Linked DNA regions of Sus scrofa: regions 1, 3, 4, 5 and 6 are each linked to region 2. A link is a contact called in public Hi-C, HiChIP or PLAC-seq and promoter capture Hi-C data. All regions are on one chromosome and are shown on one strand. The core of a region is the stretch at or near the end of the contact, and the rest is flanking DNA. Distances in the headings are between cores, read along the strand shown.

Region 1 (4,345 bases), core at 1,568-4,067, 190 kb after region 2:
ACACTGCTATGCCACAGCAGGAATCTTCTTATAACACAGTTCTAGCTCAGTGACAGCATATAACTGTTATTTAGTAAGTTTTCCTTAATAAACAAAGCACCCTCTTCTTCCCCCTGCCCCCGTCCCCACTACTCCTCTCAGATTTGATCTATAGGCTCTACCTTTCCATTCTGAGGAGCTTTTGCTGATCTAACTTCTTGATTCCCACTATTAGTTCTAACTTCAGTCCCATTAAATCCTCTTGAGCTTCTTCAACTCTGGCCTCTACTTCTACCAGCTCAGTCCTCAGCTGTCCTTCCCACCTTCCCATTCAAATTCGTGTCCGCTGTCCAGCTGCTCCGAGTCTGAAGGTGTCTCCAATTCGTCTACCTCCAGGTCAGAACTGCCATCAGGAGAGGAAGGTACAGAGTGGGTGGAAGAAGCTCCATTATCTCCAGGCCCTTCTGTCAGATTCAGCTGCAACTCTGGGGCAGTCAGACGCTTACGCATGGGGCGCTGGCCACACAGGGCTAAGGTGCTGGGGGTACCTGGGGCTGGAGAAGGGGGAAAAAAGAAGAGAAAGGGGTGTGTGTGTGTGTGTGTGTGTGTGTATGTGTGTATGTGTATGCGGAGGTTAGAATTTCTGTTTGTGTGATAATAGGTGGTGAATTCTAAAGAAGGACTAACACAGGGGCCATTTAGGAAAATGGAAGTGGAACGGCAAAGGGACAGGGTAGCCCAACATGTCCTGGAACTAACCAAGAACTTGAGGCCTGGGTTCTAGTTCGCCTACCCGTCTGTGAGTCTCCTTTAGGGTTCTCAGGATCTTCAGAAGGGTCAGCCTCTTCAGGAAGCAATCTAGGGGGAAAAAGGTGAAAAGGGGGCAGCAGTAATGGCTAAAGGCATTAAGCCATCAATGTATCAATTCTCTCTCCACTATGATTGTATCACCTCTTCCTTTTCCCCACCTTCTGTCAAGTGCCAATTTACCATCCCCGACCTCCGCCCATGACCAGCCCTCCCTTTTCCCAGCCTCTCTCCCTCATACTTCCTCACCTAGGGAATTCTTCATCCTGCCATTCTTCCTGCAGCTCCAGCCCCCCAAGTCTCAAGGATGCTTCTGGCACCGCTGTTTCTGCATTTTCCCTGACCCTGAGATGCCCCGGAAAAAAAAAAAAAAAAAGATTATCATGAGACAAATTAGGCAGTGTTTTGAGGGAACTGGATAGTAGGTGAGAACACAGGAATGCAGAACAGTAATGAAGGTACAGAGCAGAGGGCACGCCTTCAAAAGAATTCAGACTCTTGTCTCCTAGATGTTTCTATCACTTTCACCACTTGTTGAAAGAAATCACGCCTAGGAGTTCCCATGGTGGCACAATAGGAATGGCAGCATCTCTGCAGCGCCAGAATGTGGATTTGATCCTTGGCCTTGCTCAGCAGGTTAAAGGATCCGGCATTGCTGCAGAAGTGGAGTAGGTCATAACTGCGGCTCGGATTTGATCCTATATCTGCCTGGCGGCAAAGAAAGAAAAAAAAAACAAGCAAGCAAGCAATCACCCCTGCTGTTGGGTTTAGAAGCAGAGGAGGGATGGAAGGTAAAGCTAATTATTTTTACCTGTGTGGCAGTTGCTCCACCCACACAGTAGGGGCGAGAGGTATTTCACATTACAATTGGCTGGAACCAGAAAGACCTGCCCAGCTGTCACTCGGCAAAGTTAGGGAAGATGGCACCTAGTCAGGCCTGCCTTTCCTTCAGCACACTGGGGAGTGGTTAGGGGACACCATGGCACAGATGGAGGGAGGGGAAGAAGGGAAGGAGCAAGAGAGATCAGCTGGCTAGGAGAACCTACACTTCTAATTTTGTTCCAGGTCAGCTTTCCCAATGGCCATTCGGGAGAGTGGGTATAAGAAAGAGTAAATTTATCACACGCAAAATATAGAAACTTTCTTTAAAAAGGGGGGGGGCAGTTCTCGTATAGCTCAGTGGGTTAAGTATCTGGCCTTGTCACTGGCAGTAGCTCAGGTTGCTGCCATGGCATAGGTATAATCCTTGACCCAGGAACTTCCACATGATGCCAAAAACAAAACAAAATAATATCCTGGATTCCAATTATCCTGGAAGCCCCTGTTCCCTAATTCCCATAACAAATGGATCTTTCCTACCTAAAGCCACCCCCACCCCTTCTCTGCAAATTCTTTTACAGTTTTGCCTCCTCTAAGAACTTGAGATTTGACTTGGTAAGAGCTGGATGGTGGGAAAGTCCCTCAAAATTAGTCACTCCTCGTTTTCAGTCAAGTTAGCCAAGAACTTACCCAAGATCCAATGTCTTTTCTCCTGCCTCTTGTAGAGTTCCCATCTTCACAAGACTTCCTGTCTTCTTTAAACGCTTGGCGTGGTTGAGGAGCTGGATGTCCCAGCTCCCCCAAACTTCTGTACCCTTCTCTGTCTCAGCTATTGTTGCTCTTGCCTCCGAGGAGGGAGGGGTTGAAGGGAGGTAACCTCACTTTCAAACAGGTTTTGCCACCTCCCTTCCCAAGGAGCAGGTTTGCCCCAAAGAAAAACCATGCCTATGTGGGGGCGGGTTTTGGGGAGGAGAGTACATTTTCTAAAGTGGCTAGTCTTGGGTGAGTCTAGGGAGGCAGTTTTCCACACCCTTTAAAACCATCTGGAAGCTGCTTAAAAAAAAGAGGGAACAGTAGAAATCATCTCGGTTTTTAAGACCACTCTGGGGGGAGTTCCCGTCATGGCGCAGTGGTTAACGAATCCGACTAGGAACCATGAGTTTGCGGGTTCAGTCCCTGCCCTTGCTCAGTGGGTTAACGATCCGGCGTTGCTGTGAGCTGTGGTGTAGGCTGCAGACGTGGCTCGGATCCCCTGTTGCTGTGGCTCTGGCGTAGGCCGGTGGCTATAGCTCCGATTCAACCCCTGGCCTGGGAACCTCCATATGCCGCAGGAGCGGCCCAAGAAATAGCAACAACAACAACAACAACAAAAAAAAAGACAAAAGACAAAAATAAATGAACAAACAAACAAACAAAAAAGACCACTCTGGGCCTACTTTTTGAGCATAAGCAAAACCAAGGACACAGAAGTGCATTATAAGGAGGGTTCTGGAAGAAGAAGCAAATTAAAGGAAAGGCTGGGAGTTCCCTTGTGGCACAGCAGGTTAAGGATCCAGTGTTATCACTGTTACAGCTTAGGTCACTGCTGTGGCACTGGTTCAGTCGCTGGCCCTGGAACTTCCACATGATTTGGGTGTGGCCAAAGGAAAAAAAAAAAAAAAAAAAAAAGGTAAAGGCTGAGGATGAGGGGAGATGTTATTTCCAAAAAGACACAATCGAAGGTGAATAGTAAGTACAGCAGAAAAATGGGAAATGAATCCTGAGGAGGTTAAAACAATTATCAGAGGTGAAGGCCTGATTATAGTTGTAAAAAGAGACAAGACCCCCAAACAGGAAAAAAGTATTTAATACTTTAACAAAATGCAAAATAAAGTACCCAAGTTACAAAACATAAATTCCTTTGGTTCAGTAATCACACCACTATTTTACTTTCCAACAGCTACAAATATCATCTCCTCAAAGGAAGTTATACTGTTCCCCTCATATGAAGACATCATGCCCAAACCATCACGTACCCCACTAATCAGCGAAACTGGTAACAACTTACAGGGAAAAGAGCTGTCGGGTAGGAAAAGGGGGAACAGGGTGGTCTGAAGAAAAAAGGGAGACTACACATGCAGAACAAGTCAGTGGGAGAGAGCTCTTTGCTGGGTCACTATACCTGTACATGCTACATAAGGCTGAGTACTTGGTACGATCACATATAAAGAGACAATCCAGTGACCCTGAGCATTCCCAGGGAAAACCGAAGTAAACAACAAACCAAAAAAACCTCCAGAGAAGCAGAGCTGAGAAAGGATGGTGGCAAGAGGCAGATCACAGAAACCAGCGAGCATCTAGTCCTGATCCCCAGTTTTGCAGATGGGGACGTGAGACCTAGAGGAGTGAGTGTCCTGACAAGAGACACAGTTTATAGTACTTGGTATGAAACCCCATGTTTCCTTTTACGATGAACGAGAGGTTAGACGGATACATCGTTGACAGAGCTGGGCTCCCACTGGAGTTCTCCTGTCCTCTGGGAAGTCCTGTCAGACCTTAAAGCCCTCCCAGATGTCTCCTGAGCTCCAAGAAGCAGGGATCTCCTGTGTCTCTTCGGGATGCCTGTGGCTCTAGGTCAGAGGAGCTCAGAGAAACTGAGAGCTGGGCCACCTCATCAGGACAGAAGATAATGGCCTTTAACCTGCTCCCAGACAATTCCAAAAGAGTCACAATAAGCTCAGAACAGCAATTTGGCCGTCTG
Region 2 (4,726 bases), core at 1,879-4,378:
CGTCCTCATGGATACTAGTCAGGTTCTTAACTGCTGAGCCACAACGGTAACTCTGAATATACACAATTTTTATTTTTTAATTTTTTTTTTTTGTCTTTTTTTTTGCTTTTTCTAGAGCCGCTCCTGTGGCATACGGAGGTTCCCAGGCTAGGGGTTGAATCAGAGCTGTATCCACCCGCCTATGCCAGAGCTGCAGCAACGCGGGATCCAAGCTGCGTCTGCAACCTACACCACAGCTCGTGGCAATGCTGGATCCTTAACCCACTGAGCAAGGCCAGGGATTGAACCCACAACCTCATTGCTCCTAGTCGGATTTGTTAACCACTGAGCCACGACGGAACTCCTATACACAATTTTTAAAAAGCTCTTTCAGAAAATTCTGATGCAGAGCAAGGCATGAACCCCTGCAGATAAAAAGGAGTGGCTCTCATGGTTATTCCACCCAAGGCTGGGCTCTTACAATAAGCCACCAATGTGTCTCTCTAGGCCTAATCTTTCCTCCTTTACACCAAATCAAATTAATACTTCCCCCCTCCTTTTAAAGGGGGCACCTTCGGCATATGGAAGCTCCCGGGGTTAAGGGCTGAACTGGAGCTGCAGCTGCCAACCTACGCCACAGCCACAGAAACACCAGATCCAAGCTGCGTCTGTGACCTACACCACAGCTCTCGGCAACACCAGATCCTTAATCCACTGAGCAAAGCCAGGGATCAAATTTGCATCCTCATGAATGCTACTCAGGTTCGTAAGCCGCTGAGCCACAACTCGAACTCCTGGATCAATATTCTCTTTTTTTTTTTTTTTTGTCTTTTTTTGCTATTTCTTGGGCCGCTCCCGCGGCATATGGACGTTCCCAGGCTAGGGGTCGAATCGGAGCTGTAGCCGCAAGCCTACGCCAGAGCCACAGCAACATGGGATCCGAGCCTCGTCTGCAACCTACACCACAGCTCACGGCAACGCCAGATCCTTAACCCACTGAGCAAGGGCAGGGACCGAACCCGCAACCTCATGGTTCCTAGTCGGATTTGTTAACCACTGCGCCGCAACGGGAACTCCCTGGATCAATATTCTTAAATGCCATTTTGTACACAGTTCCACCTCCACCAGACTCAGAACTTTTTCAGCAGTCCTCTATTGAAGGTACAAGACAGAACTCAGTGTCCTTAGCCCGACAATTGTGGACTTCCATATACATTCTCCAAAAAAAAAAAAAGAACCATCTTAAACCAACAATTAAAACAACGTCACACCAATCTATTTCCTACTCCCTAAACATACCTTGAGAATTTACACTGCAGCAGCTTTATGCTCTTCTCTCCACGTGTAATAGCTTCCCTTCCTCAACATCTAAGACCTTTCTTAAATTCTTTCTCAAGGATTCCTCAAGTGCAATGGAAACCAATATACGTACAGTGCTATACAATTTACAGAGCTCCATATTATACATTTTACCTACCTAAGCCATAAGAAAAATAGATGTTATTATTCTCATTTTTTTAAAAAAGTGAGAGATTTAATACATTCTCAAGAACATGTAGCTAGTCATGACCTAAAACAGAGGTTTTTGATTCCAAATCCTGTCCTCTTTCTACGTTTTTTTTTGTCCTTTTTTTTTTTTTTTTTTTTTTTTAGGGCTGCCCCCATGGCATATGGAGGTTCCCAGACTAGGGGCTGAACTGGAGCTGGAGCTGCCGGTCTACACCACAGCCACAGCAACACTAGATCCTTAACCCACTGAGCAAGGAGAGGGATCAAATCTGCATCCTCATGGATGCTAGTCAGATTTGTTTCCACTGAGCCATGATCGACAGCAGAGTCCCAGTTAAATTTGAATTTCAGGAGTTTCCTCTGTGGCTCAGCAGTTAATGAACCCGACTAGCATCCATGAGGACTTGGGTAGCATCCTGGCCACCCACAGTGGGTTAAGGATCTGTCACTGCCATGAGCTGTGGCGTAGGTCGAAGACGCAGCTTGGATACTGCAGTGCTGCAGCTCTGGCAGAGGCCAGGGTTACAGCTCCTACTGGACCCCTAGCCTGGGAACCTCCATATGCCGAGGGGAGGCCCTAAGAAGACAAAAGACAATAAAATAAAAAAATAAAAATAAATTTGAATTTCAGATAAACAATAACTTTTTAGTATAAGTATGTTCCACATAATATTTGAGATATACTTATATCCATTTTTAACATCAAAACATATTGCTTATTTGAAATTCAAATTTAAATGGGCAGCTTATATGCAATCTAGCAATGCTAACCTCCTGGCAGAGATACTCTTGGGTGTCTGTCCATCCAACTGGCTATTTGTTTGTGTTTGCGTACTAGTCTGTGTTTATTCTATGCTCACACTTAGAAGAAACTCCTGAAACCCTGCAAAAGTTTGTGTTCTCAGCTTCTAATCCGACTCCTAATAGCTACTCAGCCAAGTATGAGACTGATGAAGAGAGCTAGCTCACTGGATAAGAGCCCTTGTGTCAGATAATTCTGGGTTTAAATTTTAGCTCCACTACTTAATTAGCTGTGTGACTTTGTGTAAGTCATTTTAAAATTGACGAGACTCCGTATCCTCATCTGTAAAAGGGAGGGACTTTAAGTATAGTGAGGTTTAAGTGAAATAAAGTAAGTTAAACGCCTGACATTTAGAAAGCAACCTGTAAGCTGTACCTTTGAAGATGATACAGAGAAAGGCAATAGAGTTAGACACGAGTAAATGGGGACGGGGAAGGGATTTATCATCTCTTCCTAACATCCATCATTTAGAAGAGGAGGGCAGAAGACCATCAGGATGAGTCTGAGAGTCGAACTCTAGCTAAAGACGCTGGAATAGAGAAAGGCAGCAAGAATCGGCCGGTCAATGGCTGTACGCGGGCTGAGGATTAAAGGGGGACACCCGGGGCCTGTTCTCCGGGAACTAACTCCGGGGCCCGGGGATGACTCAGGGAGTCGATGCACCGCCTTCCTTCCCGGCCCGGGGCCTCAACTCGCCCATAAGGCCCCGTCCCCACCCCAGGCCTGCCCGGCCTCCGAGCTACACGCGCCCCCGACCCAGTCCCGCTGCCCCACAGGGGCCCGAAGTAGTTCCTCACCAAACCATAGTGCTTTCTAACACCATCTTGCCAGCTTTCTCCCTCCCCGACCGGTTCTCCTGGACCACCTAACAACAACTCCTCCAATTGGCCCAGCGTTCATCACCAATCATAGGTCTCTGATCGACCAACTGGTTCCGCCTCCATCCTCCGCGATGCGTTCTGGGAATTGTAGGCGCCGCCAAAATAAAAGGGATTGCAGTTTCCTTGTGGCTGAAGGGGTTAAGGATTCTTCCTCGTCACTGCAGCGGCTTGGGTGGCTGCTGTGGCGCTGGTTACATCCCTGGCCCTGGAAATCCACATGCAGCCGGCGTGGCAAAAAAGAAAAAAGACAAGTGCTATGGTTATGTCTGTTCCAGCATCATCTTTTAAAAATAATGGTGGGATGACTAGTGACTTTTCAGCTCCCCCTGTTCCCCATGGCACTTTGTTCGTCTAACTGCTAAACCCTTTTACCCCTGAATTGCATTTGTTTGTGTATCTAACGCTCCCTTTTCATTAAGAGCAGGAAAGTTGTCTTTTTTTTTTTTTTTTTTCCATTATAGCTGGTTTACATTGTTCTGTCAATTTTCCGATGTAGAGCAAGGTGACCCGTTATAGCACAATTTTGAAGCCAGGTGATGGGTACATGGGGAACTCATTATACTTTTCATTCTTCTTTTGCATACATTTTTTTTTTTTTTTTTGTCTTTTTTTGCTATTTCTTTGGGCCGCTCCCGCGGCATATGGAGGTTCCCAGGCTAGGGGTCGAATCGGAGCTGTGGCCACCGGCCTACGCCAGAGCCACAGCAACGCGGGATCCGAGCCGCGTCTGCGACCTACACAACAGCTCACAGCAACGCCGGATCCTTAACCCACTGAGCAAGGGCAGGGACCGAACCCGCAACCTCATGGTTCCTAGTCGGATTCGTTAACCACTGCGCCACGGCGGGAACTCCAGGAAAGTTGTCTTAATCACTTCTATCCCTGAGCCCACTACATAGCCTAACACATGGTAGGAATGCAGAAAAGTTTTTACAAATCAATAATTTTAACTAATCTCCCAAAGAATGGGAGATAACTTAGTCAACCATATTGGATTTTAATCAAAAATTCCATTTAAGGAGTTCCCGCTCTGGCGCAATGGGTTACGAATCCCATGCAGAGTTGCAGGTGGCTATGGAGGTGAGGAATCCATCCCCATCCCCTGGCTGCAGTGGGTTAAAAGATGCTGCATTACCCCCTGTAGCTTAGGTTGCAACTGCAGCGCAATTCAAATCCCTGGTGCAGGAAGTTCGGTATGCCTTGAGTGGCATCACTTAAAAAAAAAAATTTTTTTTTTTTTTTAAATGCTAGGAGTTCTTTTGTGTCCCAGTGGGTTAAGGATGAATCCGTTATTGGAGTTCCTTTTGTGGACCAGCGGAAACGAATCTGACTAGGAACCATGAGGTTGTGGGTTCGATTCCTGGCCTCCCTCAGTGGGTTAAGGATCCCGCCTTGACATTAGCTGTGGTGTACTCAGACCTGATGTTACTGTGGCGTATGCCGGCAGCTGTAACCCTAACCTGGGAACCTCCATATGCCGCGAGCGAGGCCCTAAAAAGAAAAAAAGAATGCAGCGTTATCAGTGCAGCGGCTTGTGTTGCTGCTGTTGTGAGGG
Region 3 (4,409 bases), core at 802-3,301, 170 kb before region 2:
AATTTCAATCACCTGATCATGTGGGCAATATCCCAGTTGGTCTCTGCAGACAGGGGTCCTTCTATTTCAACACCTTTTTCGGTTACAGTGGCAATTTGAAACTGAAAGAAAAGCAGAGCTCTCATGAAAGAAGTCCCTGGTCAAAGGTCAAGTTGAGGGTCTTTCCCTAAAATGAAAAAGCGAAGACACAGAAATGGGACACCCTCTTCTTTGAAGCATAGAGACTCAGGGACGGGAAGTATCCAAGAACCTGCCAATTAGATCCCCACCACCTTATGCACACTTCTCACCCTGTTATAAGAACGGGCATCTCGATAGTACAGCACTCGCATGCAGCGTTCCACTAGCTCTCGGGCCTCGGCCTGGCTCAGCACTGGCTGCTTCTCCAGAACTTCTCGCAACAGAGGCTAGAGAGATCAGAGGGAGAAAAAAAAAAAAAAGAAAACATGGGAGATATGAGGGGCTGAATGCCAGGCAATTTGACGCAAATCCTTAATGTAAAAGGAATCATAAATGAGTGAAAAGGTGACATTCATTATTGCCTCACCAGCATGAACTGTTTGTGCTAAGACCCACTTGAAAGGGAAATTCTAGAGTGTCCTCTCTTTGCACATGTATATTGACTCCTGGACCTATCACCTTGACATGGTCTCTGGACCACAAAGAAAACCATCTGCCCAGCAGTAGGGATCCTAGCCTGTTCCTCATGTCAGAATTGCAAGGGTAGACAACCACTAATCCCTATTGCCTTCTGTCTTCTTCTATCCCTCATCCCTCAACCAACTACTTACCTGAGCCAGGTATGCACCATAACCAGTGGCCAGCGAAGGGGCTTCATAGGCTACACCAAGCATGTCCACGTAACCCAGGAAGCTAACAGGACACAATAGGTCAAAGAACTCATTTCACCTTAGGTTTCTATATGTTAGCTGAAGGATGGGACCAAGGGGTCTGAGTCAGAAGTGGGATTCACTCAGGGAGAAGAGATAGTTATTTGTATTCAAATCAACCTCTCTCCATCAGCATAGCCTCCGATGACCATGGTGTTCCACAGGGGGTTCATCTTGGAGCGGCGGCTGTACATGGCCCTGGTCAGCCACGAATGGATAGCTTTAGGACTATAGCTGTGTCCATCTCCCAGCAGCTCCTCATCAATCCTTAAAAAGAATTGGTTGTGAGAAAAGGGAGAGAACAGAAATCGGGTTTTCCATCCACCCCCAAAAGATGTGACCACAATCTTCCCCTCTTAAACCCACTAAAATAAACTATTTGCAAACATCCTCGAATCTTTCACCCCCCAACAAGTCTCCCCATCCTCTACTGCAGCTTCAAGTTCCTCCACACTAGAACATCTTGATGGGATAAAAACAGTGGATTCCCCTCCCCACCTGGGAACTACTCCTATTCTCTAGATGACTTACACCATTTGGCCGAGAACTTGCTTCAAATATTGGAAATCAGCGTAGTCTCCTGAAGCACCCAGCATGGTGCTGTTGTTGACTCGCATAATGCGAGAGATGTTGCGGAAACGAGCCAAGGAACCATAGGAGCCCAGCATGTCTGCTGCAATCACCACTCCGCCCTCAAACTTGACTCCCAGAACCGAGGTCCCGGTCACCATGGGGTTCCTGGAGATAAAGAAGGGTCTGGCGAGAGGTGGAGGAGAATAGCCTAGGCCCGCTTCCCGCTCTGTGGGTTCCGCTTCTGACTTTCCATGGCTCCTTTCATTCTCCAGGCCCTACTCCTCGAGCTGTCCCGCTGTTAGCGCGCCCGGGGGTCCCCGCCTCGCCTGCCCTGGCTCCCCGAACCAGCCGGCCGCACCAGGCCCCACGGTCTCTCCCCCGCCCAGGCTAAGACGCCAAGAGCTTACTGGGTGCGCGTAATCGGACTCCCATAGAGCACGGATGCCGGGTCCACGATGGATCCAGGAGTGGGAGGAATGCGGTAGAACTGTCCAGGAGCCGGACCCCCGGCCCAGTGTCCCGACCGCGACTCCAAAATCGATTCCATCTTAGTCACCGTAGCTCAAGAAATGAAAGCGTTTGCGCCGACGGAAGCGGAAGTGATCCTTCAGTGCCACACCTTCTTTCTTCCTGAAAGCCACTTCCCGCAGCCATGTTGTTAGGGTCGGGACAGACCGTATGAGCATCCTGGGTGGCGACCGAAACCCAGAGATTTGGAATTGCCAGGCGTCGCATACGTAGCGGTAGAGTCTAGACTAGAACAATGTTCTGATGCTCAAATTCAAGGAGGGAGAGGGTGGTGTGGCAGATGGGGAGGGGGCGGGCTCGTCAAGACTCTGACCTGAGCGAGGAGGCAGGAAGTCTCCTTTCCTTTTTGGATCCTTATCAAAAAGCCCACACTTTAGGAGTTTCCGTCGTGGCTCAGTGGTTAGCGAACCCTACTAGCATCCATGAGGGTTCGATTCCTGGCCCCGCTAAGTGGGTTAAGGATCCGACCTTGCCGTGAGCTGCGGTGTGGGTCGCAGAGGAGGCTTGGATCCCGCGTTGCTGTGGGTCTGGGGTAGGACGGCTGCTACAGCTCCGATTGGACCCCTAGCCTAGGAACCTCCATATGCCCCAGCTGCGGCCCTAAAAAGACAAAAAAAAATAAAAAGAAAAGAAAAGCCTCACACGAAACTAACAGTGAACCCAGGATCTCTTAAGTTCTGTATTTCTCAAAGCAGCCTCATGTGGCATATTCGACCCATTTTATAGGTAAGAAACAGAGACTTGAATAGTGATTTACCTGATCACACAGCAAATAATGGTAGATCTGAGTCTAGGAATCTTACAGTTGTGCGTACCTTGCGGTGTATAATATCTCAGGTGGGTCACTCACTGTGCAGAACCTTCGACAAATCTCTGAAAGTTACCTAGTTGTGAAATGCTCTTACCTACCTCTTAAACAGCAGAAAAATTCCATTGCCTGTGGGAATGTAACTAAATTCCAGGCGTTCCCTTCTCAATGTGGTTCTGTAGCAGGGGCTGGAAGCAGTGTCTAGAATCAAACAGGTGAACCTAAACCTGATAGTTTGCCACTCCTCCCTACACAATTAGATTTTAAATTATTGACTCAGCGGGAAACCAAATCAGTTTTGTTTTTTAAATTCCCTGAGTTAATCTGAACCAAAGCAACGCATGAAATTTTAGCCTAATTGAAATAAAATATTTTATTAGGTCATGAAACCCTGGAAGGGAAGGGTCAAGGTCTTGTGTGAGAGACAACCAGCTGTTGCTCTTTGTATCATCTTTTGGCTGAAAACTAGGTAGTTGATTTCTTCTTCTAATAGCTCATTAATAATCATATTTGTTTATTCGTCTTCTTTATTATTATTTATTTACTACCAATTCTAATTAATAGCCACCTCCTCCCAAACTCCATATTCCAGGTGAATCTTACTTACTCAGAGACTTACTTGGACAATTAGCAGCTATCTGTTGTTATGACAGAAAGCTTAATGGGATTCCTCCAAAACCACTAGAATACCTTGCTTTCATAGCTACCTGAGCACTCATCATATGAACTTTAAAACAATTAGCCAGCAATTAACTGTCTATATTCTTGTTAAGATGTGGCCTGAGGTGGCTTGCTGGTTTCTGGGCTCCCTCCTTTTCAGTCCCTGGATTAATTAACGCTGTGGTAGGGCTAGTGCCAGGTCCAGAGATTAGGCAGGTAGTCAAATTCCACAGAGTCTAAAAGAAGCAAGTCTAGAATTTTCCAGCCTGAGAGTAGGATGACAGGGAAAGCAAACTACTAAGAATTGATGATGTAATACTCAGAAGAAGGTGACCAGCATGTCTTTTGTTCTAAGATGAAAACAACAGGATATAAATTAAACTGAAACAAGGGAGATTTCGGAAATTTCTTTCTTCTCTTTCACTTTTTTTCTTTTTAATCTGTATACTCACTTAGTTAAGTCATTTACTTTCCAATTGGATTTCTTCTTTCCTATAGCTTTTTGCTTCTTTTATATTTAGAGAAGATCTTTCAGTGTTTATTTTAGGATAGGTTTAGTATTGCTGTATTCGGGTTTTTTTTTTTTTTTTTTTTTTTCTTTCTTAGGGCTGCACCCACAGCATAGGTTAGGGGTTGAATTGGAGGTAGTGCTGCTGGCCTACACCACAGCCACAGCGACGCAGGATCTGAGCCATGTCTGCGACCTACACCACAGCTCATGGCAACACTGGATCCCTGACCCACTGAGCAAGACCAGGGATCGAACCCGCATCCTCATGGATATTAGTCAGATTTGTTTCCACTGAACCACAGCAGGAACTCCCTCTATTTTTTTTCCAAGAAGTCTCATGCTTTTTTATTATTTTCCAGAAATTACAAATTACTATAAAAGCTCCATATCATGTTCTCTTTCACCAGAGAGGTTTCTCCCTTTTTCCTATTAGGCACAT
Region 4 (4,614 bases), core at 1,690-4,189, 160 kb after region 2:
CATGGATGCCAGAGTTTGCTAACCGCTGAGCCACAACGGGAACTCCCTAAAATGTATTTTTAAAATAACTGGATTTGGGGCGCACTATGTGCCGTTCTATCATATACTATGACAACACTGGCATTATCTACCAGATAAGAAATGCAGCCTAGGAATAAGCATGTCTGGCCTCCTTGATTACTAAAAACATTCTCCCTTACTGGATGCACCTCCACTTTCCCTACACACAAAGAGAAGAAACAAAAATCTCATCTAATTTGCCTCCTAGAATACTGGAGATGAATAAAAAAACAGAACCCACACCCTTTCCCAAACCAGCACCCAAGAATTTTCAATAACATGTTTTAATAATTGATGGAGTGCTTGAGCTCTTGACCACAAAGTACTCTATTATCAGAAAGTACTTCCATTCTTTTTTTGTTTGTTTTGTCTTTTTGCCTTTTCTAGGGCTGCTCCTGCAGCATATGGAGATTCCCAGGCTAAGGGTCTAATCGGAGCCGTAGCCACCGGCCTACACCACAGCCACAGCAATGCCAGATCCAAGCTGTGTTTGCAGTCTACACCACAGCTCTCGGCAATGCCAGATCCTGATGGAGGCCAGGGATCGAACCCACATCCTCATGGATGCTAGTTGGGTTCGCTAACAACTGAGCCACGACGGGAACTCCCTCCATAGATGTTTTTAAAAAGAGATGAAAAGTCTACAAATAAATGCTGGAGAGGATGTGGAGAAAATCAGGCTCTCTTACACACTTAGTGAGAGTGTAAACTGGTGCAGCCACTACGAAAAAGAGTATGGAGATTTCTAAAAAAAACTAATAGAGTTGCTATATGATCCAGCAATCTCACTCCTGGGCATATACCCAGAAAAAACCATAATTCAGAAAGATAGAGAGTTCCTGCTGTGGTGCAGTGGGTTATGGATCCAGTGTTGCTGCAACTTTGGCATAGGTCACAGCTGCAGCTCAGATTCAATCCCTGGCCCAGGAACTTCCATAAGCTGCAGATGTGGCCAAAGAAAAAAAATTTTGAAAAGATGTTTGCACCAGCATGTTCACAGCAGCACTATTTCCAAAACCCAAGACATGGAAACAAACTAAATGTCCGTCAACAAATGAATGGATAACAATGTAGCGCACACACACACACAATGGAATATTACTCAGTCATCCAAAAGATGCCATTTGCAGAAATAATGCCATTTGCAGCAAAATGGATGGAGATCATCATACTTGGTGAATTAAGTCAGAAAGATAAAGACAAGTACCATATGCTACCAAGTATGTAGAATCTAAAATACGACACAAATCAACAGGAACTACAGAAGTTCCCTGGTGATGCAGTAGCTTAAGTATCTGGTGTTGCTGCAGCTTTGGCACAGGCCAGTGCAGGTTTGATCCCTAGCTGGGGAACTATTGCATGCCATGAGTGCTAGGGGGTGGGGGGAACCCAAAAAGCAAAAAACGTATTTATAAAACAAAAACAGACTCACAGACATAGAGAACAGAATTGCGGATTCCAAGGGGGCTAAGGGATGGGAGAGAGAAGGACTGAGAGTTTGGGATTAGCAGATGCAGACTAATATATACAGAATGGATAAATAGCAGGATCCTACCCTGTAGCACAGGGAACTGTAATCAATTTCCTCTGATAAACCATAACGGAAAATAACACGAAAAAGAATATATTTCTGGCACAGAGGGTTAAGGATCCCCCGTTGTCACTGCAGCAGCTTGGGTCATTGCTGTGGTGTGGCTTCGATCCCTGGCCAGGGAACTTCCGCATGACATTTTGATTTTAAAAATTAAAAACAAAAAGAGTTGAGAGAGAAAAGTCCTTCTGGTAAGAGGGAGAGGAATGGGATGATGTCTGCTCACTCAAGGAAATCTATGAGATTATCACAATATTATAAGCAACAAGACTTCAATAAACTAAAAAATAAGGAAAAAAAATCTGTGAGAATAGGAGAAAGCTAATGGCAAGGAGAAATGAAATCGAAGAACTCATGATTTGCCAACCTTTTTTCCTTTTTCTATTGCACACGTCCCCACTGGGCCGCCAGCTGTACAAACAACCCTGCAAGAACTGGAGGCGGGGCCCTTGCTGCTATTTCTCAGTTTACTGAGCTCACTAATAATCTTAAGGCTAACACTCGGGTCAGAGAATTAGAATCTCCGTTTTCTCATCTATCACAACTCCCCCAGCGCCTCAGCAATGTTCAGTCTTTCTGGAAGAGTCAACTTGTGGCAGGGAGCCAAGGTCTCAGCCTAGAGGGCCACCCCCGGATCGGGCTCCGCGCTGCCCCCTAGTGGTCACCTCTGTGGCCTTGCCTTCCCTCGGTCCGGCTCCCCAGCCCCAGGTCTTACACCCACCCCCTTCTTCACCTCCTCCTAGTCCCCTCCCCTTCCTCCCGGCAGCATCCCCTTCCTCTTCGTCCCCTTCCCCCAGCTAACCCCGTTCCAGTGAAGGGGCGCCGCTCTGTCTGCACCCAGAGGTCCGGGGCTGGGCTAGGAGGCGGTGCAACTTCTCAAGGCAGTCTTCCTTCCAGCCCTGACGCCCCCCAGAGCCCAGACATCTCTCCTCCCTCCTTACCTCCTCGTCCGGGACGCTGCCGGCTGTGCTTTCGCCGAGCCCGCCAGTTTGGTCCTGTTTCCTTCTCTAGTTAAAGCTCCCTGTCAATGATGGTTACTTTTTGGCCTTTTCATATATACATATTTTGGGGGCCTTTAACCCCCCCTCGTGGAGAAATGGAGGCTGCAAAATGGCGGACCCGGAAGTGAAGACGGCGAATATAATTTCTGGCGGAAGAATCTGTGAAGAGAATGTGGTTAGAAAATCCACATTTGCACTCGAACAGAAGGGTGATGCACCCCTGAGGCTCATTTTCTATTCTCCGAAAGTCTTTTGAGGTGAAGTAGTGCGTATCTATGTTATCTCAGACGGGACTATTTAGCGAGGCGGAGGATTGTCGATTACGCGTCTTACGTGTCATATAGTTCCGGTAGGGGACGGACCTGATGGTTTGTTTTGGCGCCAAGAATCCCGGCGAACCACTGAGAGAAACTGATCTCTGCCTTGGGTTTGCATTTAGCTAGAAGCAACCAGTTTAGGGGCCAGTTTAAGGTTGAAGAGGAAACTGTTTCTCTGTCTCAACCTCGGGCGAAGATGTTTGGGACGTTGCCTGGATTTGTGCGTGAATTGAGCTCTGGTGCCCGACGGACACATTTCTAATTACAGCCTAGAGGTAAAGAGCCTAGAGCCGAGCTGTCAACTCAATGAAACAGATATCGGAGTCTTGTTTGAGGGGGTTGGAGGTGCTGAAAGGGGATGGAACGGGAGTTTGCAAATCCAGTTAGCCACTTTGTTTACCAAACAGTTGATTCCTGTCTGCACCCACCTTTCGCCGTAAGCTGAAGGACAGCGACAAGTTGGGAAAGAAGACCTTCAAAAATAGGTAGACATAGAAAAGGACAGATCACTGCTCCATTTTGTATTCGATTTTGGCTTTTGTCGTTGATGATGGGCCTTTCAAACCCTATGGGGAAGATTTACATGGTTCCCCTCTTTTCTGGATTTCTCTAGATCCTCTTGTTTTTTTGGTTTTTTTTTTTTTTTTTTTTTTTTTTGCTATTTCTTGGGCCGCTCCCGCGGCATATGGAGGTTCCCAGGCTAGGGGTTGAATCGGAGCTGCAGCCACCGGCCTACGCCAGAGCCACAGCAACGCGGGACCCGAGCCGCGTCTGCAACCTACACCACAAGCTCACAGCAACGCCGGATCGTCTACCCACTGAGCAAGAGCAGGGACCGAACCCGCAACCTCATGGTACCTAGTCGGATCCGTTAACCACTGCGCCACGACGGGAACTCCCTCCTCTTGTTCTTTAAAGGACTTAGGGCATAATGTCCCAACTGGTATTTACGGCTTCCCTTTTTATTTGAAGGTCAAAATCTTATCTCATTCATGTTTACATCCTTAGGTTGTCTGGCTCAGTGCCTCATATAGTAGGTACCCATTAGCTATTTGTAAATCAGTACAAATTGTTTATTTTTTATCATTTTTTATTTTTTATTTTTTTTAATTTATTTTTTTCTATTTCTTGGGCCGCTCCTGCGGCATATGGAGGTTCCCAGGCTAGGGGTTGAATCGGAGCTGTAGCCACCGGCCTACGCCAGAGCCACAGCAACGCGGGATCCGAGCCGCGTCTGCAACCTACACCACAGCTCACGGCAACGCCGCCGGATCGTTAACCCACTGAGCAAGGGCAGGGACCGAACCCGCAACCTCATGGTTCCTGGTCGGATTCGTTAACCACTGCGCCACGACGGGAACTCCCCCAAATTGTTTATTTTTTAAATGAGGCAAGTTATAAATAAGCATATAACATATTTGGGTTAATTTGTTTCTTTTTGTAGGCACCTAGGCTGAGATGATGAACGGCAGACTTAATGCCACAGGTACCTCCTGAGGCATCTAGCATTATTACCTCAAATACTTCGTTATTGGGCAAGCACAAGAGTGGCTGGTTACAGCTTTCTCCCAAAACACTTTAAATAATTTTGAGTTGGAGTTGCCCTGTGGCTCAGCAGGGGACTAGTATTCATGAGGATGTGGGT
Region 5 (4,352 bases), core at 779-3,278, 140 kb after region 2:
AAATTGAGATGAACTAAAAATGGCTTATTAAACAAAACTCAGCTCTTCACTCTAATGTCCTTAGTCTTGCTCTCTAATACAAACTGTTTTGTCATGCAGAAGTGAGGCTGCTCCTCATATTGGCTATTCCTGTATTCTTTAGTTCTCCTCACCTCTTAGTAATTGGACTAATTACTAACAAGTCTTTATAAATTATATATGTATAGTAAAATTATGCCAATCAGCATGTGTAATTTTATCTCCTGACTGAAATGTGACTGATACACTTACTTTTTTTAGTACTCTTAATTTTTAAGTTTTCCCACTACCTATGCGTAAAGATTCTTTCACAGAGCAAAGAATCTTTTCCCTTTTTTTGGCTGTGCCTGGGCATGTGGAAGTTCCTGGGCCAGGGACTGAGCCTGTCCCACAGCAGTGACCCAAGCCACAGCAGTGACAATGCTCAGTTCTGAACCCACTGAGTCACCAGGGAACTGCAAGAATACTTTTCTGATATGATTAATCTACTTAATTTAACTGGTTTATAAATTTAAATTTCAAAAGATTTTTCCATTAAAAAGATGGATTACCTGTATGATACCCTTTATAGCTACAAACTGGGTTTTTTTTTCCCCCTTTTTAGGGCTGCACCCTTGGCACAGGAAGTTCCCAGGTTAGAGGTCGAATTGGAGCTGCATCTGCTGGCAGCCTATGCCACAGTCACAGCAATGCCAGATCCAATCCTCATCTGTGACTTACATGACAGCTCTCAGCAATGCCGGATCCTTAACCCACTGTGTGAGGCCAGAGATTGAACCCGTGTCCTCATGGACACTAGTTGGGTTCATTACAGCTGAGCCATGATTGGCACGCCCCTATTTTATTCTAATTCTCTCATAAAATACTCAGGGAACCATGGAACTCCCATTGTGGCACAGCAGAAATATACATATACACTCAGGGAACCAAACAGTCTGAGTGGAACATAGTGCTTGACCTCTAGAAAGGAGACTGTATGTATCTATTGACTACAAAAGAGCAATATTCAAAACTACAGCTTATACCCTCATTTTCCTATTTTCATGTTTTTCTTATCACTGAGACTATCCTACCAAATGCTGACATAGGAACACACAAATGAAATAAATAAGGAGAGTTCCCGTCGTCGCTCAGTGGTTAACAAATCCAACTAGGAACCATGAGGTTGTGGGTTCGATCCCTGGCCTTGCTCAGTGGGTTAAGGATCCGGCATTGCCGTGAGCTGTGGTGTAGGTTGCAGACTCGGCTCGGATCCCATGTTGCTGTGGCTCTGGTGTAGGCTGGCAGCTATAGCTCCAATTCGACCCCTAGCCTGGGAACCTCCATATGTCGCGGGAACGGCCCAAGAAATAGCAAAAAGACAAAAACAAAAAAAAAACAAAAACAAAAAAACAAAAAAAAACCTCCCAAAAAACAAGGAATAGCAATTTTTAGGGTTTTTAATTTTTTTTTATCTTTTTAGGGCAGCACCCATGACATATGGAGGTTCCCAGGCTAAGGGGTCCAATCAGAGCTGTAGCTGCTGGCCTACACCTACACCACAGCCACAGCAACGCCAGATCCGAGCCGTGTCTGTGATCAACACCACAGCTCACAGCAACACCAGATCCTTAACCCACTGAGCGAGGCCAGGGATTGAACCCCCAACCTCATGGTTCCTAGCCAGATTAATTGCTACTTTGCCAAGACAGGAACTCCAGGAACAAGCAATTTTTAGATATATCCTTCATGGAGGTTGGAATATATGTGACAATGTCAATGTCACTAGTAATAAATAAAACAACGCTGTTAATATTTTACCACAGTTAAACACCCCCCCACACACACACAATAAGGCTTTTTTTTTTTTTTTTTTGGCTTTTTAGGGCCGCACCTGAGGCATATGGAGGTTCTAAGGCTAGGGGTCCAATTGGAGCTACAACTGCTAGCCTACACCACAGCCACAGCAATTCAGGATCCGAGCCTCATCTGCAACATACACAACTCACGGCAACGTCAGATCCTTAACCCACTGAGCAAGGCCAGGGATCAAACCTGCAACCTCATGGTTCCTAGTCAGATTCATTTCTACTTCACCTTCGAGGGAACTCCACAATAAGGCTATTAATTAAAGTTCAAGTAAGACAAACATCAGGTAGGCCACCAAGCTAAAGAAGAATACCTGGGTAGAACTGCTTCATTAGAAAGGCATTATCTGCTTTTAAGCATGATTCCAACCGAAGTGTACTTTCCCTTTGAGTCAAACATAAATGACTCACCCAACTTCCCCTCAACAGTAAAATTAAGAAAGAACACTTGTGAAATATTAGATGTAGTATTCTGACACACGCAGTTCAAACTGAATAGAGACAATGCAAATTACCTCTTTAGACTTATCCCAGGGAGTTCTAGGAAAAGTATTTTATTGTTCAATGTTAATTGCTTGGGGAGTGGGGGGGTGCACTGAGGGTTTGGGATGGAAATGCTATAAAATTTGGTTGTGATGATCATTATACAACTATAAAATGTAACAAAATTCATTGAGGAATTAAAAAAATAATGTTAATTGCTTCATTCTCCTTAATATAAGACCCTGTATCTAACAAACTAAAATGTGCACGGTTGCTGTTGCTTTTGGAAGGGAAATGGCATTGTTAGTGACAACTTGTTACTTGTTCAAAATGGGGGTTATATAAATAAGATTTTTAGACTAGGATTTAGGGGAGTGTGCTATGATCAGCTATGCAACCTCAATAAGTTAGTGAAAACTAAATCCAGAAAAATAGAGTAACTTGCCCAAGGTCGTATAGCTAGTAAATATAAGAACCCAGATGAGAACCTATTTCATTGGATAGCAAAGCCTCTACTATTTATGAATCAACACAAAACAATTTATTTATTTACTATTATTATTATTTTTAGGGGCGCACTCACAGCATATGGAGGTTCCCAGCCTAGGGGTCAAACTGGAGCTACCACTATAGGCTTATGTCACAGCCACAGCAACACAGGATCTAAGCTGCGTCTTCGACCTATACCACAGCTCAGGGCGACGCCAGATCCTTAACCCACTGAGGCCAGGGATCAAATCCACAACCTCATGGTTCCTAGTCAGATTTGTTTCCACTGAGCCACGACGGGAACTCCAACACAAAACAATTTATATTTGACTTTAGCGTACATCTTAGGATTCTGCAGAAAGAGGAAATTTATCTTCATAACGTTGTTTTGCCCTGATTCATGTTTAAATTAGCGTGCCTTCCAAAATCATTGCAGTTTGATAGTGACACTGATGATGAGGAATATCTTTAGTCACAAATGGGAAACTGAAAGCAAACTTTGTAATCTGGATTTTGGTATCAAAAATATTCATCAAGGAGCTCCCATCATGGTGCAGCAGAAACAAATCTGACTAGGAACCATGAGGTTGCAGGTTCGATCCCTGGCCTTGCTCAGTGGGTTAAGGATCCGGCGTTGCCGTGAGCTGTGGTGTAGTTTGCAGGCGCGGCTCAGATCTGGCATTGCTGTGGCTGTGGCATAGGCCATCAGCTGTAGTTCCAATTCAACCCCTAGCCTGGGAACTTCTACATGGCATCAGTGTGGCCCTAAAAACATTAAAAAAATATATATAAAAAACTTAATCCAGTTGAACAACACAATCTGAATTTGTCTTATAACTTTTCTCTTTTCCTTTATCTACACTGATTAAGCATCTGGTAGGCCAATCCCCTAAACCGGAATAGCTAGGTAGAACTGCTGCATTGGTTAAATGACATTGGAGAGACCAGCTCTAATTATGTGAGGGCTCACCAATTTCAATTTGCAGCTGTCAACATGCAGAAGAGAGAAAAAAGAGTAGCTTTGCCAAAGGCAACATGACAAACAAGATGTAGGTCCATGGGAATCAAGGCTAAGAATCTCTATCTTGAATGTCTTCAACTTTACCATTATAGATATGAGTTTGGAGAATTTTAGCAGTTAGACTAAAGACTTAACTCTGGCTCTTTTTACATGTTTATGAATATATAACTTTACTGGCTTCTAAGAATTTTTGTACTACAAAGCACTTATTCTAATCATTGCGGTTTGAACTACAACAAATTCAAATGGTTGTGTATATTCTGATAACATGTATATATATGTTTAAGCTAAACTTTTTTTTTTTTTTGCTTTTTTTTAGGGTCGTACCCACAGCATATGGAGGTTCCCAGGCTAGGGGTCAAATAGGAGCTACAGCTGCCGGCCTACATCACAGCCACAGCAACGCTAGATCCAAGCAGCATCTTCGACCTACACCACAGCTCACGGCAACACCAGATCCCCAACCCACTGAGCAAGGCCAGGGATCGAACCTG
Region 6 (4,455 bases), core at 149-2,648, 210 kb after region 2:
GAATTCTCTACTTTAACAAACGGTCCCATTGCAATCACAATTTTGTGATTATCCATGTTATAAAAATATTGGAATATGAAAACATCGTAATAATCTTTGGCCTCTCTTCTTAATTCCTACAGCCTCTTGCCAACTCCAGTTGCTGCCATTACAACTCTATAGCCTCTTTTTTTCTATAGCGTCAGCAAATTCTCTTTCTTTTTCCGGACTGTTGTAACTTGGGTTTCTGCTCACCTGCCTCCCTAATTGTTCCAAATGCCCCTGCAGCCTTCAGAGTTGTTTGAAGTTTCATCCTGGAGCAGCCATGTAAGTAGAGCTTGGGGGAACCTTTCAGAATGTAGAGTTGGGTTCCAACCACATTTAACTACCACCTTCCAGCCCCAGGGTAGTGCAGAATACTGCAGAAAATGTGCTTTTTTTTTTTTTTTTTTGTCTTTTTGCCTTTTCTAGGGCCGCTTCCTGTGGCATATGGAAGTTCCCAGGCTAGGGGTCTAATCGGAGCTGTAGTCGCCGGCCTACGCCAGAGCCACAGCAACATGGGATCTGAGCCTTGTCTGTGACCTACACCACAGCTTAACCCACTGATCAAGGCCAGGGATCGAACCCGCAACCTCATGATTCCTAGTCGGATTCGTTAACCACTGTGCCACAATGGGAACTCCGTGATAAATGTACTCTTTTCATCAAATGTTCCCTCATTTATTAATGAATCCCTTTGTTTCCTACCACCAACCTCACACCAGTTTTTCCTGCTCCCCAAGCTCGGAATTGAGAGGAGGTGATAGATGAGAAGCTGAGGCCTGTGGTGGGAACAAGGACCGGAGCAGAGGGATATTGAAGCTCCTGCTTGCTCAGCTAGTTTTCTCCCTGCTTCACTCTTCCCAGAGCCTGGGGCTTCTTACACACCCTCTCTGCACTACCAGGGGCATAGCCCAACTGGTTTCTAGACTAAAAAAGTGAGCAAATACGTGTATGTGTTACTGGGTCACCTTGCTGTGCAGCAGAAAATTGACAGAACACTGTAAATCAGCTATAATGGAAAAAATAAAAATCATTATTAACTATAAAAAAAAAAAGTGAGGGAGTTTCTGTTGCGGTGCGGCGGAAACGAATCCGACTAGGGACCATGAGGTTGCGGGTTCGATCCCTGGCCTTGCTCCGTGGGTTAAGGATCCTGGCATTGCCGTAGGCTGTGGTGTAGGTGGCAGATGCAGCTCAGATCCTTTGTTGCTGATCTGATTAGATCCCAGCCTGGGAACTTCCATGTGCCGCAGGTGCGGCCCTAAAAAACAAAAAACAAACAAAAAAGAGATATAGTAAGGATTTTGAAAGGATAAGGATTTTTCACTTTAAATGAGTAATTATGCTAATATCACGCTGTCTGGCCTGCCTCTGTGGATCCAGAGCAAAGGACTTTTGTACCTAGAGAGAAAGCCCAGATCCAACAAGCTGCTGCTGTCCGGCCCTGCTCCTCCTCCCCACTCAGCAAGGGCCCTTGCTTTTCCCTCTTCTCACCAGAGAGGCACAAGCGCTCCGTCCCTTCCAGCGGCAGGCGGAGGGAGGAGAAAGGGTCTGTTGTTTTTCTCTCCTGTTTCTCTCTCTCTCACTGCTGATCACCAAGCTGCTGACCAGGTCAGAAAGCCCTAATGGAAATCCTCCAGTGCTGGCCTGGCTCCTCCTCCTCCCAGAAGCTTGTCCTTGACTGATTTTTCTTTGTCCCGACGGGAAAGAGAGAGAGAGAGAGAGAGAAAGAAGAAAAAAGAAAACCCACAAACTTCCTTTGAAAACCAGCTCGCTAGACTGGGCCTGGAGCGCACGCCCTAGACTCGGCGACTCAGAAATCCTGGAGACGCTCTGAGCGACCTGGGAGTACCTGGGCTGCACTCCTGCCGGTCTCCACCCTCTTCCAGTGCCCCCGGCCGGCCGTGGGCGTGAGTCCGGAAGTGGCCACCATCCGGCCAAGACTGCTGCGCACAAACCCGTGTAAACCTGTGCGAGCTCTGGCTTTGACAGCTGGAAGGCAGCTGGGAGTGTGGTGGCGCCCCTCACTGCACCCACCTGCCCCATCGTATTGCCAGAGCTGCACCCTCCTTCTGTGTCCTGGAACAGCACCCACTTCTTTAAGGTAAAAACTTTGAACCATTTCCTTCACCTCTTCTCCTAATCCCCAGTCCTCTGTTTCCTCTTTAGCCCTGGGGAGGTGACACTGACTGTTCTTCCACGTTGGGTCTCTACACGTTTAGATTTTGAGAGGCGTTCAGGCAGAAGGAATATGTAAAAGACGCTGCTTGGGTCCCTGTATTTCTTCCTTTTAATGACACCTTCCCCCTCTCCCTTGCTAGCACGTAGACAAGGCACCGTCGTTGACTTAACTCTGAGGAGAACTTCTAAACCATTAGTTCTGTGACGATTTGCATCAGAGCGAGAAAGAGATTAGAGGGGGACAGTAAAGCACTTGAGGGGAGAGTAAAGTTCCTAGGGAGTGCGGGTGGGGGGCGTCTTGTGGAAGCTGGGTACCAGTTGTATATGCTTCTTCCAACTTTTGGCTACTTACTGCCGCTGGCTAGGGGTGGGTCTGGGCTGCTTTACCTCTCACTCACCACCAGAGGATAATTCCAGCTGGAGAAAATGTGTTGGATTTAAGAGGAAAAAGAAAGAGAAATCCTGATTTGTTTGAGTACCTGTGCTCCCTCATTCTCTCCTGCTCTGAAGGAGCACCAGGCAGGTACCTTGAAGAGGAGAAATTCTCCATCACGCTTCCTGCCTCTATTCTGAAGACTTAGCCCATCCAACTTTGCCCAGTTTCTCTGAGACCCAGCTTCCTCCGGTGTCCAGCTCCTGGGTTCTTTTGGTTTACCTGTCTGGCCAGCTAGCTGCCCAGCCCCCACTTAATTATTGATCTTTTCTTTTCTTCCCTGTTTTTCTCTAAGCTTTAAAAAAAGTGTTCCCAGGCTCTTGTTTCTGCTTCCCAGGCTCATCCTAAGTGTCATTTGGGAAAGGAGGAAAAAGAAGACAGAGAGAGAAAAAAAAAAGTGTCAGGCCTGCAGGCAATTTTTGCTATACTCTGATTCTTCTAAATTAACAACATGTAAATGAGATGCAGATAGCATAAATTATATTTGAATCAGGAGGATGATCAATTTGGGTGACTAGGCTTATTTTGGTGACTTTTATATTCTTCAGCTTCACTTCCCAGGCTTTACCCTAGCCCTAAATTCCTGCCAGATTGCAAGGGATTGCAAGAGGAAGCATAGTCTCAGGTTAGGAGGAAGCAAGAGAAAAGATTTCTAGCAAGTTTAATTTCTCCCTTTTTCTCACCCAATCAAGGGGGAAAGGGGAGCAAGGAAGTTGCAGGGAGATATTTTCCAGGGGGCAGGGCTTTGTGGCCTTTTATCATTTACTATCCATGGTGTTAATGAAATGTCTATGCTTAGTGCTGGTAAAGAGCAGGTTAAACAGGTCCAAGGGCTGACATCTAAAATGACCCAGATGGAGTTCCCGTCGTGGCGCAGTGGTTAACGAATCCGACTAGGAACCATGAGGTTGCGGGTTCGGTCCCTGCCCTTGCTCAGTGGGTTACCGATCCGGCGGCATTGCCGTGAGCTGTGGTGTAGGTTGCAGACGCGACTCAGATCCTGCGTTGCTGTGGCTCTGGCGTAGGCCGGTGGCTACAGCTCCAATTGGACCCCTAGCCTGGGAACCTCCATATGCCGCGGGAGCGGCCCAAGAAATAGCGAAAAAGACAAAAAATAAAAAAAATAAAAAAAATAAAAAATAAAAAAATAAAATGACCCAGATGATTGAATTCCTGTCGTGGCACAGTGGAAACGAATCCAACTAGGAACCATGAGGTTGCAGGTTCGATCCCTGCCTTGCTCAGTGGGTTAATCATCTGGAGTTGCTGTGAGATGTTGTGTAGGTCACAGACGCGGCTCGGATCCCGCATTGCTGTGAGCTGTTGTATAGGCTGGCAGCTGTAGCTCTGATTCAACCCCTAGCCTGGGAACTTCCATATGCTGTGGGTGTGGCCCTAAAAAGAAAAACAAACAAACAAAAAAACAAAAAACAAGATCTAGATGGGAATAGACAGAAAGAACATACACACAGGTAGATGAGTGCAGAGGGAGTATATATGTATATATATATATATATATTTTTTTTTTTTTAACCTAAATCAGTAATCAGCATTTTCATATTCTATGTAGTGGGCGAACTACTCGTGAGTCTAGCAGTTTAGGGGGCAAACAAGTTGCTGTCCCAACTCCAGCTGTCAAGGGAGACATACTGGAAGAATTGTGGGGTGTTTTTCATGCCTCTAATCTGAAGTTACTTATCAGAACCAATCTCTGATTCAAGTCCCCTTGGCCTACACTTCCCCTCTCCAGCCTACAGGAAGCCCCTCCCAGAATCTTTTTTGTTGTGGCTTGAGATTGTGTAAACTTCAGTGGAGGTCCT

What was found. Promoter capture Hi-C pulls out the DNA fragments that hold promoters and counts their contacts. Hi-C and Micro-C count contacts between places; a contact is called where the count stands out from the background. HiChIP or PLAC-seq counts read pairs in DNA pulled down with a chosen protein or histone mark.
Region 1: an H3K27ac HiChIP or PLAC-seq map of alveolar macrophages shows a contact between it and region 2. The contact joins the promoter of BNIPL here to the promoter of PSMD4 in region 2. A contact is called at or near these places in 4 of 47 Hi-C or Micro-C datasets (blood, epiblast stem cells, heart right ventricle and 1 more) and 1 of 2 datasets of contacts at active chromatin or transcription factors (alveolar macrophages).
Region 3: a contact with region 2 is called in a promoter capture Hi-C map of liver, with 3 times the contacts expected there. The contact joins the promoter of PSMB4 here to the promoter of PSMD4 in region 2. A contact is called at or near these places in 1 of 5 promoter capture datasets (liver), 1 of 47 Hi-C or Micro-C datasets (epiblast stem cells) and 1 of 2 datasets of contacts at active chromatin or transcription factors (alveolar macrophages).
Region 4: a Hi-C map of epiblast stem cells shows a contact between it and region 2, with 8 times the contacts expected there. The contact joins the promoter of GABPB2 here to the promoter of PSMD4 in region 2. A contact is called at or near these places in 3 of 47 Hi-C or Micro-C datasets (epiblast stem cells, heart right ventricle and skeletal muscle) and 2 of 2 datasets of contacts at active chromatin or transcription factors (alveolar macrophages and skeletal muscle).
Region 5: a contact with region 2 is called in an H3K27ac HiChIP or PLAC-seq map of alveolar macrophages. The contact joins the enhancer-like site here to the promoter of PSMD4 in region 2. A contact is called at or near these places in 1 of 5 promoter capture datasets (liver), 11 of 47 Hi-C or Micro-C datasets (alveolar macrophages, embryonic fibroblasts, heart right ventricle and 5 more) and 2 of 2 datasets of contacts at active chromatin or transcription factors (alveolar macrophages and skeletal muscle).
Region 6: a contact with region 2 is called in a promoter capture Hi-C map of liver, with 2.5 times the contacts expected there. The contact joins the promoter of MINDY1 here to the promoter of PSMD4 in region 2. A contact is called at or near these places in 1 of 5 promoter capture datasets (liver), 4 of 47 Hi-C or Micro-C datasets (blood, heart right ventricle, liver and 1 more) and 2 of 2 datasets of contacts at active chromatin or transcription factors (alveolar macrophages and skeletal muscle).

What each region holds. Positions count from the first base shown.
Region 1 is chr4:98,190,705-98,195,049 of Sscrofa11.1, forward strand. BNIPL (bcl-2/adenovirus E1B 19 kDa-interacting protein 2-like protein) reads right to left here and starts at 2,818. Exons shown (of 10, transcript XM_001928011.7): 1 at 2,296-2,818; 2 at 1,036-1,131; 3 at 773-837; 4 at 303-533. The coding sequence starts at 2,339. It overlaps PRUNE1 (protein prune homolog), which reads right to left. Exons shown (of 9, transcript XM_013997183.2): 9 at 3,606-4,345.
Region 2 is chr4:98,001,516-98,006,241 of Sscrofa11.1, forward strand. PSMD4 (proteasome 26S subunit, non-ATPase 4) reads right to left here and starts at 3,129. Exons shown (of 10, transcript NM_001044535.1): 1 at 3,088-3,129. The coding sequence starts at 3,113.
Region 3 is chr4:97,835,858-97,840,266 of Sscrofa11.1, forward strand. It overlaps PSMB4 (proteasome subunit beta 4), which reads right to left and starts at 2,052. Exons shown (of 7, transcript NM_001244455.1): 1 at 1,871-2,052; 2 at 1,422-1,628; 3 at 1,011-1,157; 4 at 792-873; 5 at 291-407; 6 at 13-101. The coding sequence starts at 2,010.
Region 4 is chr4:98,161,016-98,165,629 of Sscrofa11.1, forward strand. GABPB2 (GA-binding protein subunit beta-2) reads right to left here and starts at 2,940. Exons shown (of 9, transcript XM_005663482.3): 1 at 2,593-2,940.
Region 5 is chr4:98,142,328-98,146,679 of Sscrofa11.1, forward strand. The region is part of intron 5 of GABPB2 (GA-binding protein subunit beta-2); the gene reads right to left. Among named protein-coding and RNA genes, the nearest start is that of GABPB2, 19 kb to the right of the region's middle. Within about 2 kb of position 2,029, at least 2 of the 83 cell types and tissues checked have an H3K27ac peak or open chromatin away from gene starts, as enhancers often do. A contact at or near this core is called in alveolar macrophages, where this site is marked.
Region 6 is chr4:98,217,218-98,221,672 of Sscrofa11.1, forward strand. It overlaps MINDY1 (ubiquitin carboxyl-terminal hydrolase MINDY-1), which reads left to right and starts at 1,399. Exons shown (of 10, transcript XM_001929665.7): 1 at 1,399-2,125. PRUNE1 (protein prune homolog) reads right to left here and starts at 1,645. Exons shown (of 9, transcript XM_013997183.2): 1 at 1,516-1,645.